Regions from separate parts of the Mus musculus genome. Here region 2 is linked to region 1. Evidence: chromatin contacts called from public promoter capture Hi-C data. All regions are on one chromosome and are shown on one strand. The core of a region is the stretch at or near the end of the contact, and the rest is flanking DNA. Distances in the headings are between cores, read along the strand shown. Region 1 holds the start of Ppp4r3b (protein phosphatase 4 regulatory subunit 3B). Region 2 holds the start of Mat2b (methionine adenosyltransferase II, beta).

Region 1 (5,346 bases), core at 1,913-4,412:
GGCAAATGTTTTAATTGAATTCTTCACCAAAAAGATAGACACATATAAAAATTTTCCAAGAAAAAAAAAAAAAAAACTCACCAGTTGAATACTAAAATATATTGAAGAACTAAGAATGTATTGCATGCATCAACAATTTACATTAATATTTTTACCATTAATAAGCTTTACAAAAGATGTAATTTTATCTCTTCTGTGAAGTGTTTATAGAATCCAAATTCTCATAGACTTTGAAAAAAAGATAGACCTGATGCTATAAATACAAACCTAAAATGTCTTTCCTTTCCAAAGCCTGTCATAGTGACTTTATTTACAAAACACATCACACTACACCCACACAAAAATCAAAGGACTCACAGTTATATATATTAAAATTATAATACAGTATTTTAAAAAACTCCCTATGTTAACACAAATAAATCTTCAAAGAAGTGTGAAAACACAAATTTTAGAATACATGTAAAGTATGTTATCAATAGTATATTGTAAAAAGTTTAAAAACACAAAGACTACATATCATTTATGACTATATACATATGCAAGAAGGGTATAAAAAGCATATATACAGAATACAGAGCAATTTCATAATAGGGTTACCATAGGGAGAATAGAGAATAGACAAAATGAGGTAGATACAAAGGAGATTTTACCTCTATCCATGTTAAACATTACAAAAGGTTGAAAAAATATATTATGTTAATATTGTTAAATCTGATGGTGTTATTATATAATGGAGTCCACTATATTATTCTCTAAACTATTTAATATTGTTAGTATTTCATAATAAAAATGAAAACATCCACAGATGACGTCATGTTAACTAATTAGAAATACTAAAACAGATTTCCTTTCCCAAAGTGACAATAAATATTAACAGAAAATGCTGCATAATTACCGATGTGTATATTTATTAAGTACCCATTTATTATTTTAAAATATGCATACAATTAGAAGCAGACTTAAATACTACTTAAAAAATTCTTCTCCTTGGTCAAAGGATTTAACTTCATACCACAAACAGGCTCTCCTTGCTTTAAAAACATCTCTTTGAATTATTTCTTAATGGTAGTAAGTGAACACTCTGAATTTTCTTTTAAGCCATTTCTTTCAAATGTGACTTAGAACAAAAGGTTTAGTGCATATAGAACAGACCTGGCTTACTTTAAAGATCAAAGAATACATTGTATTGCAATACAAACAGTGGCTCAATTAAAAACCAACATTAAATCACCAATATAAAAACTGCTTTTCAGTCTGAAACTCTCAAACTGAAGGAAAATATATATGGTTCCTAATTTTAGTTACCAAACTTTTTTTCTTGTCTGGAAAATATTCCCATCTTTGTCACATAAATAATACATCCTGGATCACAGATGAAGTTTTCAAATTAAAGATAAACAACTACTTGCCTGCTGTTTCTGATATGCAGTGTTTGGATTTATCTTTGACTCTAAGAGTAGCGATCCTGAAAGAGTAAAAAAAAAAAAAGTCTGAAATTATAAAACCTTCAGTAGCACACATCTAGTAAGCATTTCATGTCTTCTCACCAGATGAACATCTGAAGCTACAAATGTATTTTAATTCATATTTTCTAAATAAAGACTACATGGTTAACTTAGACTGTTTCATCCTACCTCCATATGTCCTCAGAAGGAAGGAAATGTGAAATCAATATTCAGACTATGAGGTAACTAAAACCTTTAAGGTCTAATTGACCATTTGAAGACTAAACTTTAACAAAAGCTGTTTCACTGAATTTCCTGTCTAACAAAACAAATTACAAGGACCCCAGAGAGACTTACCATACAAATGATATTTATCCTTTTCCTTTGACAAACCCTCCTCTTCATAATGTAGAAATAAATGCCTCTTAACTCCTAATGAGGGACTCTGCACTAGTACAACATTTGCCCAAAATGATCTAAGATTGCTATTCTTTTATTTCTTGAATGCATTAGCTGTTCCAGTTGGGCAGCTCTTGAGTATATATAAGTAGTAGCTTTTTTATTATGGCTGTCAGTTTTTAATATTAAAATGGTTTCTATGAATTCTGCAATCAACAAATACAACTTCACAGTCCGCTTTAGTTTTCTAACTTGCCGAGATTGTGGAACCCACTTTTTCACTCCCTACAACGGCAGCCTTGGAGGGATCAATCAATAAATATGTACGTGCTTGTGTGTTTCGTGGCAACAGTCTGTAGTAACTCCAAGAGAAAGTCCGTTTTAGTTTTCCCCAGCACCTGGCGATTGGAACAACTGAAACTTGTTTTTAAGGCAGAGTTTCTCTAAACCTTTTATGCTACATAGGTACAACCGACAGGACTGTACCTAAAGCGGCTCGGGAGTCGGGGGTCATCTCATGGGCGATATTCCTACCTGGTCTTCTACTGACTTCCCACTCATACATTCTAAACCTCAACTACCGGGTTGGGATGGGGGGGTGGGGGGGGGGGGAGAAGGAGTCAAATCCTCAATAGGGATGGAGGCGGAGAACTGCGAGTTCACGTCTGACAGAGAGTAAATCCAGGCCCAGCAGTTTGTTTTTATCGTAAAGAAGGGCAGGCTCAAGACCAATGCGCTGTCCCTAGTGGTGCTAGTCAGAATACAGTACCGGAGCGCAGCGCTTAACCCTCAGGTTGTGCCGCAACCGATGCACTATCCCCTACCCCACCGTTCCAATACCCTTACCGTCGGACTCGGCACGAACCAGCAGCGACATCCCCTTGAGCTCCTCTACGTAAGTGGAGGAGACGTGCCCGGTGCCTCGGTCGTCCCATTGCCGGTCTTCGTTAAGGGTATAGACCTTCACTCGCCTCCGTGTATCCGACATGGTGGCTTCTGGCCCCACCGTTCCAGCCGCCACCTCCTCGCTCACCTCGCCGGTATCCCTCACTCTTGAGAGCCGGTAGTGGCGGCAGCGGCGGTGGTGGCAGCGACTCTGGAGAGGCCCGAGTTTACCATGGCTCTAAAGGTTTAGCCGCGAGAAGGGGTGACCAGAGCCACCGAGAGCCCTCCGCTCGTGGTCTCCGCTACCCCTCCCTTCACCGCGGCGCACAACCACTCTCCCTTCCTTTTGCGTCCCGGAGCTCGCTCGCTCTCCCGCTGCCGCCGCCCGCCGCGGTTACTACTACAGATCCGCCATCTTGTAACCCGACTCTCTGCCTTTCTCTTCCTCTTCCAGCAGGTTCGTACGGGCTGCCCTAGCAGGGGCTACGGCGGCCGACGAGCCCAACGCACAGTACCTTTACCTCCGAACACACTTCCGGAGAGTCAGACCTCGGCGATCTCGCGAGGAGTGCGCCGCCGAGGTGAGCCGGCCAAGGAGGGACTTCCTCCTCTTTCGGCCCCGCTTCCTGATTCGGGAATCTCAGTTGGGCGGGGAAGTCCCGCGAGCTTTTCTACCTGCGCCGGGAGGAAGCGTGTGTAGAAGGTTGCCTTGGCGATGGAGTTGCCGAGTTGTTCTTCGGGATTTGTAGGGCTGATGTTGGTCATGTGGCGGGTTGTCAACTCTGGACTTGCTCTCAGCAGAACAGAGCCAGGCTGAGAAGTCCGAATGCGTGCACAGGACTAGAGTGAAGCCAAGTGTAGGGACTCAGGCTGACAGCCCGAAAAGGACTGAGACGGGGTGAGGGTGTTCGAGTCATTCGTGAAGACGATGGGAGGTCGAGCCTTCACCCACTAAAATCCGTTATAGAATCTGCGAGGCTTCTGCCGGGAAGGTGTTCCATGGCCACGATGAGCAGTGGGCGATCTAATGTTCCACAAACGCGTTGACAGTTCCTATTTCCCGCCGAAGCGTTCTTCCGTTAGCCGGGTACCACGGACCATTAAAAGGTTCAGAGAGACCGGCGGCAGCGACGAGGCAAGCACAGGCGTACAGCCTCACAATCCTCGGGGAGCTCTCAGCTTCATGTGCCGCAAGAACGGTTTCCAGCGTGAAGTTAACGTCGCTCAGAGCGTGACGCTCGCCCGAAGGCATCCGCTCCCAGCGTAGTTCTGCCGCCTCTCCGTTCTCTTATATGGTCCCTCAACTCTTGGCTCTAACCTGAAAGGTGAACACGGGGCAGGTGCACATGTTGATCCCGCGGTGTATTTCGGGAGTTGTAGTCATCACCATGCTTGTCAAAGTGTGCTTATGATTTGACGAGGTTAGGCGGCAACTCATGTTTAAAAGGGTGTCTTATGTACATAGTCGCTTGATTGAAAAGGATTTCAAAATTTGAACTATCATTGCGATTCTTTAAATGTATGAGGGACCAAGAAAATTAGCCTGGTCTGCTGTCATTTGCCTGTAACGACTGCATATGGAAATTGCAGCCTATGGTATGTAACAGGATTCTGCCTATGATAAAAGGACGTGAATCACTATACATAAGTCCCTGATAATCTGTGACTGATATGGACAAAATGTACTTTGAACCAGGGAAAATATGACTTGTTTGGGGAAGGCCATAGAAAGCTTTCCAGAGTCAGTGTTTTAGCCCAATGTTAGAGGACACCCAAGGATTTGTCTAAGCATCCTTTTCATTGCCCACTCTAAAGGAGAAAAGAACGTTGGCAAGAGCACTGGATAGATCCTGGAAGCCCACTCAGCCTTTAGGACAGAAATTTCAGGTGCCCAGAGCATTCTCTGTAGAATGTTTTGGTCAGGGTCCATCCAGCTTATGCTGTAGTCTGGAAGCATCACTGTGCCATAGCCATACCTTCCCCCAGAGTCTTTTACAAGGAAACTACAACTCCAAAAGGTTGTAGCCCAAATGAGCCCCTGATGTCCTTGATCTTTACAAGTAATACCTTTATATGTGAAAAAATTAAAATGGCAAAGAACTTCTGCAATGCAAGGTAAGTCTCTTCAGCTCCCGCTTCCCGCTATTCTCCAGAAAACAGTGACTATATCACTCCCCACTAGATCCCCTCTCATTCTCACTGTGTGTGAGGTTAGACTGGGGGCAGTTCCTTGGTGTGTGTCCTATACATTTGTACATTTGATTTAATGCTGCTATCATCATCTAAAAATGTTAAGTAATTTTTGAACATTGTTTTCTTTCCACTAGGTTTTATGCTGTATTTTGTTTTAGAAATAGTTTAGCATGTGCAAATGTGTGTGTAAATATACTGTAGTTGTCTTTTGATGATTTAAATGACTGTTTCCAGGACTCAAATCCATCCCAATATCTGTATGATGAAGTCTTTCATATAAAATGGCATATGTTTTGCTTATAACCTATAAGGTCCTGCAGAATAATTTGTATCATTTTTGGATTATATTACTATAATACTTTATATAGTTATATTACAATACAAATGCCACACATTTTTAAAAAAGATTTTTATTGCGTGTGTT
Region 2 (6,068 bases), core at 3,310-5,809, about 12 Mb before region 1:
AATTGATTGTCCATTTATTTTATTACTTGATTATCAGTGCAATGGCTCATATCCTAGAAAATGTTGGCTGAGTCTAAAGTTGTGACTTAAAGCATCCAAAATATAATTATACCATTATTTTTCAATGCAGATATCACCATGTGTGGTTGTGCACACCTGTAATTCCAGCACTTGAGAGTCTGAGGCAGGAAGATGTAAATTCAAGGCCAGCCTGGCTTTGTAGGGAGACCCTGTCTTATAAAATAATAACTTGGATACAAACTACATAGCAACAGAGTAAAATAAACATCTTATATATTTTAACAGGAGTTCTGGTAAGTGGCTATATGCTTGCAATACGCTCTCTACAGATACTGATAAGGCTCATTCCCCAGAAAGTTCACGTAGGCTTCAGTCCCTACTCTTCTACCAAGACAAGATTATGCCTTTCACAAAGATAGAATTTTCACCAGCTTTGGAATCACATTCTCTGTGCCTAGCTTCATTCACCCAGAGAAATGATTTAGATTCATTTCTGTAGCTTCTTTTCTTTATATCCCTAAGTAATATTCCCAGTACGGATGAACCAGAATTTGTTTATCCATTTATCTGTTGATGACTGATAGGTTGGTTTCAAGTTTCCTGCTGTCCGTCAAGCCTGAGAACATGCATTCAATCACCTAGGTCCAGACAGGAGCAAAGCAGCTCCTTCCTACAAGCGCACGTATGCACACACACTATGTCACTCATTCTCCATTTCCCCTCAGCAACAGGCACAGAAAGAATACATGTCAAAAAGTGCACTTAGGCAGCTACGGATACTCATGTAGAAGTCTTCTTGAATGGGGTCTATGCTTTCATTCTTCATGAATACATCCAACAAGTTTTCTCAAATGGTTTCATTATTTCCATACTCCCGCTGTCGTAGAGTTCCATGTTCATTTGTTTCTCCATCCATCTGTTGACAGCTGTTTGGTTTATCTAAATTTTGGGCCATTTCAAATTAAGGGGTCTGATTGTTGAAAATGTTTGCAAGTAAAGGCATTAAGAATGAATGAGCCTCTGGGTGTGGTAGCGCACGCCTTTAATCTCAGCACTCGGGAGGCAGAGGCAGGTGGATTTCTGAGTTCGAGGCCAGCCTGGTCTACAAAGTGAGTGTCAGGACAGCCAGGGCTACATAGAGAAACCCTGTCTCAAAAAACCAAAAAAACAAAAAGCAAAAAAACCCAACCAAACGAAAAAAGAATGAATGAGCCACAGTAACACAGTCACTGTTTTGACCTAAAGACACTTAAAAACCAGGTGCAAAAGACGTGAGTCTGAGCTTGCTTCATTTCTTGAAGGTAGGAGAGCAAGTGGCTGTAGAGGCACTTTCTTCCCTAGAAGCAAAGCTTATTACCATTCAAATTACTGACCTACAGTTCTTTAAATATTCTGAGTATGTTCTCTTTAGGTATATGTATTCAAATTATTTTTTCAGTCTGTATTTTATTTATTTATTTATTTTATTTTTTTATTTTTATTTTTTTTGAGACAGGGTTTTTCTGGATAGCCCTGGCTGTCCTGGAACTCACTTTGTAGACCAGGCTAGGCTGGCCTCCAACCCAGAAATCCGCCTGCCTCTGCCTCCCAAGTGCTGGGATTAAAGGCGTGCGCCACCACTCCCGGCTTGACTAATTGTTAAAATATGTACTTTATTTGTTTGTTTGTTTGTTTTTTTGGATTTTTTTTTTTTTTTTTTGGTTTTTCAAGACAGGGTTTCTCTGTATAGCCCTGGCTGTCCTGGAGCTCACTTTGTAGACCAGGCTGGCCTCGAACTCAGAAATCTGCCTGCCTCTGCCTCCCGAGTGCTGGGATTAAAGGCGTGCGCCACCACGCTGGGCCACCCCTAGAGTTTTTAAATTGGCATTTGGAATCATTAAGTTAAAAAAAAGGAATGGGGGGGGGGAGTTTTTAACTCAAGTTTCCGTTACCGTAATGTGTGAAACGTGTGGAATATTTCACAACAGGAATCAATTGCTTGTACTTCCCAACCGTTGGCTCATTCTTGTCTTTCTACAAGAGACAAAGTCAACAAGTTCTACCAGGGAATTGCAGGGGTTTGTTTGTTTGCTTGCTTGTTTGTTTTTAGTTCTGCCATATGGATTTCAGTAATGGGTCCTCCCTTGACTTGCAGTTAAGCATGAAACTTCTCATTGGGTAGTTTCAAAACTAGCAGGAGGAATCAGCTGCTAGCTTACTGCACTGTGGAAAGCTGCACGAGATTCCAGGGTTGGAATGGAAATGCTAATTTAAAAGGTCAAGCGGAGCTGCGCCTCACGTTTTTGGCGTCCGTGTGCTCCGTGCGGGCGGAGCGAACAAAGACCGGGCCAGAGGAGCCAGACGCCCAGATCCCTCTCGCTGCGTTTCCCCAAAATAGTTCTGGAATCATGCCTGAAATGCCGGAGGCCATGGAACAGGTAAGAGCTAGCAATTCAAGACTCGGTGGCGGCTCGGCGATGCGCTAAAATCGATTCCAAACCGCTGCTACGAGCAGAAAGGGTGTAAATAAAATGCTAGCCGGTACCATTTATTTCCTTAAGAAACGTAAGCTTGGTACACAGAATAAACTATCTAGGGTTTCTGACCCAGGAAATCAAGCCCAGTTTAATAAATAAGACGTGAAGCAGAACGATAATTTCATTCTCCACATTGAGTGCAACTGTAGTGAAGGCTCTGTGTAGTGCAAGATTTAACCCGTGGTGCATGCCCAGGTTTTTTGTCTTTTGTCTTTTGTCTTGTGGAGCTTGAATCTGCTAATGGGACTTTCAGTTCCAGTTTGCACTCTTTGAGACGTGACTCCCCAACCCCCATCGGAAGTCAGACATTGGCTGTAAACAGAGCCTTTTCTTATTAAATAAGCTATACCCAACTTTTGCCTGACTTGTGTCAAACCGTACTCTTATATATAGGCAAGCAAACATTTTCTCACTCTCTTCACAAGGTTGCTCTGAGAATCACACTAATTGTGGAAAATTTTGAGTCTTCCTATTGAGTACATTTTATGATCCCCTCTAGGAAGCAAACTACACACACATCAACCAGAAACTTGAAATATTCTCACTTTTAATTAGGATGAGGGATCTTGGATTTGTCCCTCCCTCGGACTTCTAATTATTATTATAATTTAGTGTTGGGATAGCTAGCCCTTTTAATAACCATAAGACCCGGATTATAAAAAAAAAATTCGAAAAGTAGGGAGCCTTAGGCTGCCTTTGTTTGCTCTTCCAAAGAGTGAGGGAATAAATTCTTTAGTGGGGGGGGGTGGGGTGGGGGGGTGGGAGAAAAACTATCACCTGACTGAGGAAAACTTTTCCCAAGGGGCAGCTTAATCCTTAGTCTAAAAATAAACCAAAAGGATTCTGAAAATGAGGCCTTTGGGGGTAATTCAGGCAGTGGTCACGTTTTGGGGCGAGTTTTGAAATCCCTTATCGTGGGTGTCTGGATGGGAATAGATTGTTGGGTAGAGAGTGGGCGGAGAAAAAGTGTGCCCGGGCTTTTTTTCAGGGTAAATTTCACTGGCTTGCCTGTTGCTGTGCTTCGGAGCTTGTAACCTGCAGGTTACAGTTGAGAGCTGAGTCAGACCCTGCGAGCTGTTGTTTCTGATTAACTTTTGAACAACCACACAGGGCTGGAAGGAGCGCCTGGCATTCCGCCCTTCCTTGGCTCCCTCATTTTAAGTCTTAGCAGCTCCTCCTTGGCTTGGCTCCAGCAGCCCCGGGCGTCGTCGTCCCCTAAGTGAAGCCTCCAAAGGGCAGCCAGGACGCCTGTTAAATCTACTTAAAAGTTGACTGGGCTTGTTAGCACAGTTGAGTTTCTCCTGTGGTTCTGCGGGGGGGGAAATACGAAGAACCTGCCTTTTAGAAAGTAACATTCTCTCCCACACCTTTTTATTTTTAATTAGCTAAAAATAAACAGTTTTCAAACTTCACAGCATTTTTTTTTTAGCATTCCAGAAAAACATAGCTTTCAGGGATGTTAATGACTCTGAGCACAGTCCTATTTTTATTCTTTCTTCTTGCCTTAAAGGACGAACCGCACCTTGCCTAGGTTGGTTGTTCACTCCTGTAACCCTTTGATGCCTTTGGACAAGGAAACTAGAGAGGATCAGAAATTGCAGGTCTTTCTCTGAGCCCAAGGCCAGCCTGAGGTTCGGACTGCCTAAAACCAACTCAGTCCAGCCTTAGCTCTGTGTTCACGGGACAACCCTTACCTTCTTGCCTCCTAACTTTACAGATGTTTTAGTCTATTTTCTATAATACATGCTTGGTTGACTCCTAGGCATTTCGCAGTCTGCAAACCTAGGCGAATCGATTCCTTACCCTTCACTAAGAAGGAATAAGTAGGAGAGATTTTAAAAAAACAAACAAAAAAGCCAACACTCTTAAACCCAAGGAAGCCTGCATCCATCGCTTGGCACCAGTGCCTGCGTTCTAACGCTCTATCTCCTTAAGAACTGGCACATGGGCTGACAGCGTCCCTTGAGGTTCCGCCCCTTTTTGAACGCGTGGCGAGAGGCGGCCAATCAACAGGCGCGGCCAGGGCGGCGGAAGCCGGAAGCGGCAGCCGGGGTCGGCCTGGGCCTAGGGGAGGAGGGCCAAGGGCGCGGGCGCTGCGGCCCCTGGCAGTGCTGCGCTAGTGGAGCTTGCGGTCGCGACTGAAGCGGCGCAAAGACTGCGGGCATGGTGGGCCGGGAGAAGGAGCTCTCCATCCACTTCGTCCCCGGCTGCTGCCAGCTGGTGGAGGTGAGCTTCGGGGCATGGAGCCGGGGTGGCGCCTTTGAGTTTGTTTACCTCTCTCCCTGTAGGGCTGCGCTCACGCCCGCTGCAGCCCGGGGAGCGCGGAGGTGGAGACTCCCGGTGCCTCCCGCCGCCTCCCGCGGGCTGGCTCCCGTTTCAGTAGTCATCATCTTTGTTTTGTGTTCCTGGATCTTTAAGGACAGGGGGAGAGTGACTTTCCATAAATGGCGGTGTCGGCGGGGTCAACTTGGTGAATTCATAGTTTGCACGGGGCGGGTTCCTTGAGGCACTTTTAAGGCTGTCAGGATTTCCGACTGTGCGGTGCTGTGAACGCTCAGGCTCCCTGGTAGGCAGACGGGCACCGCCTCGAGTTTATTCAGGAAGGTTTGAGCAGGAATTCCAGTGTTGGGCTTTTAGCTTCTACGTTTTCTGAACCGCTGTATTTTGCGTGGTGGAAGACTGCTGAAAGAAATTGCATGTCTGGTAAACTTCCCCCAGCATGTTTCCAAGTCTGGTCCACGGTCCCGTGTTTCAAGCCCGTTAAGTACTTACTGACCTACAGAATGTATCCAGCACAGTCGATGAACTAATGTGTCTTGCTGATATAAAAACGCCTAGGATGTGGCCAGTTTTTTTTTTTTTTTTAATGCAAACTTTTAATTTGGGGGAGGGTCCTGTGCTTGCTAGAGTTACTAGAGATAAGGGAGTCCCTATTGAGATGAGGGATTCTTGTTAAGAGTATACCGCCATAAGATTAGGCTATTATTAGGTGAACCTGTAGCGCCTTTTCTTAATTGGCGATTGACTTGGGAGGACGGAGCCCCTGGGCTGTTATAGTCCTGAGTTGTTTAGGAAAGCTGGCTGAGGAATTAAGCAGTTTTCACAAGGCCTGTGTGAGCTCCTGCCTCCAGGGTCTTGTCCTAACTTCCTTCAGGGGCGAACAGTGATGTGGAAATGGTAAGCTAAGTACCTCCTGCCAAACAATGCTTTGATGTTTTCACACAGCAATAGAAACCCAAACTAGAACTCAGTATGTGTTGTCCAGGCTGGCCTTGGACTCAGATGCTTCTGCCTCGAGGAGTGCTGGGATTGAAGATCTGAGCCACCACAACCAGTTGATAATGGGAAATTTTTACATTTGCGTGATGCACATTCAATATTATCTCCAAATGGCTGGGCCTTAGCCAAAGTTCGAATGTATTTGCAGTTCCAGACTGGTGACGGCATGTGACCAAAGGTGTGTGCGTATGAGCATGTATTCGTGTAGGCTTAATGCATTTCCCCAGTTCAGTAAAAGAAAAGTAGAGAGTG

The links. Promoter capture Hi-C pulls out the DNA fragments that hold promoters and counts their contacts.
Region 2: a contact with region 1 is called in a promoter capture Hi-C map of hematopoietic stem and progenitor cells. The contact joins the promoter of Mat2b here to the promoter of Ppp4r3b in region 1. A contact is called at or near these places in 4 of 39 promoter capture datasets (cranial neural crest, hematopoietic stem and progenitor cells, pre-B cells and 1 more).

Annotation. Positions count from the first base shown.
Region 1 is chr11:29,170,792-29,176,137 of GRCm38.p6, reverse strand. It overlaps Ppp4r3b (protein phosphatase 4 regulatory subunit 3B), which reads right to left and starts at 3,162. Exons shown (of 16, transcript NM_134034.3): 1 at 2,691-3,162; 2 at 1,410-1,465. The coding sequence starts at 2,832.
Region 2 is chr11:40,691,173-40,697,240 of GRCm38.p6, reverse strand. It overlaps Mat2b (methionine adenosyltransferase II, beta), which reads left to right and starts at 4,559. Exons shown (of 7, transcript NM_134017.2): 1 at 4,559-4,763. The coding sequence starts at 4,701.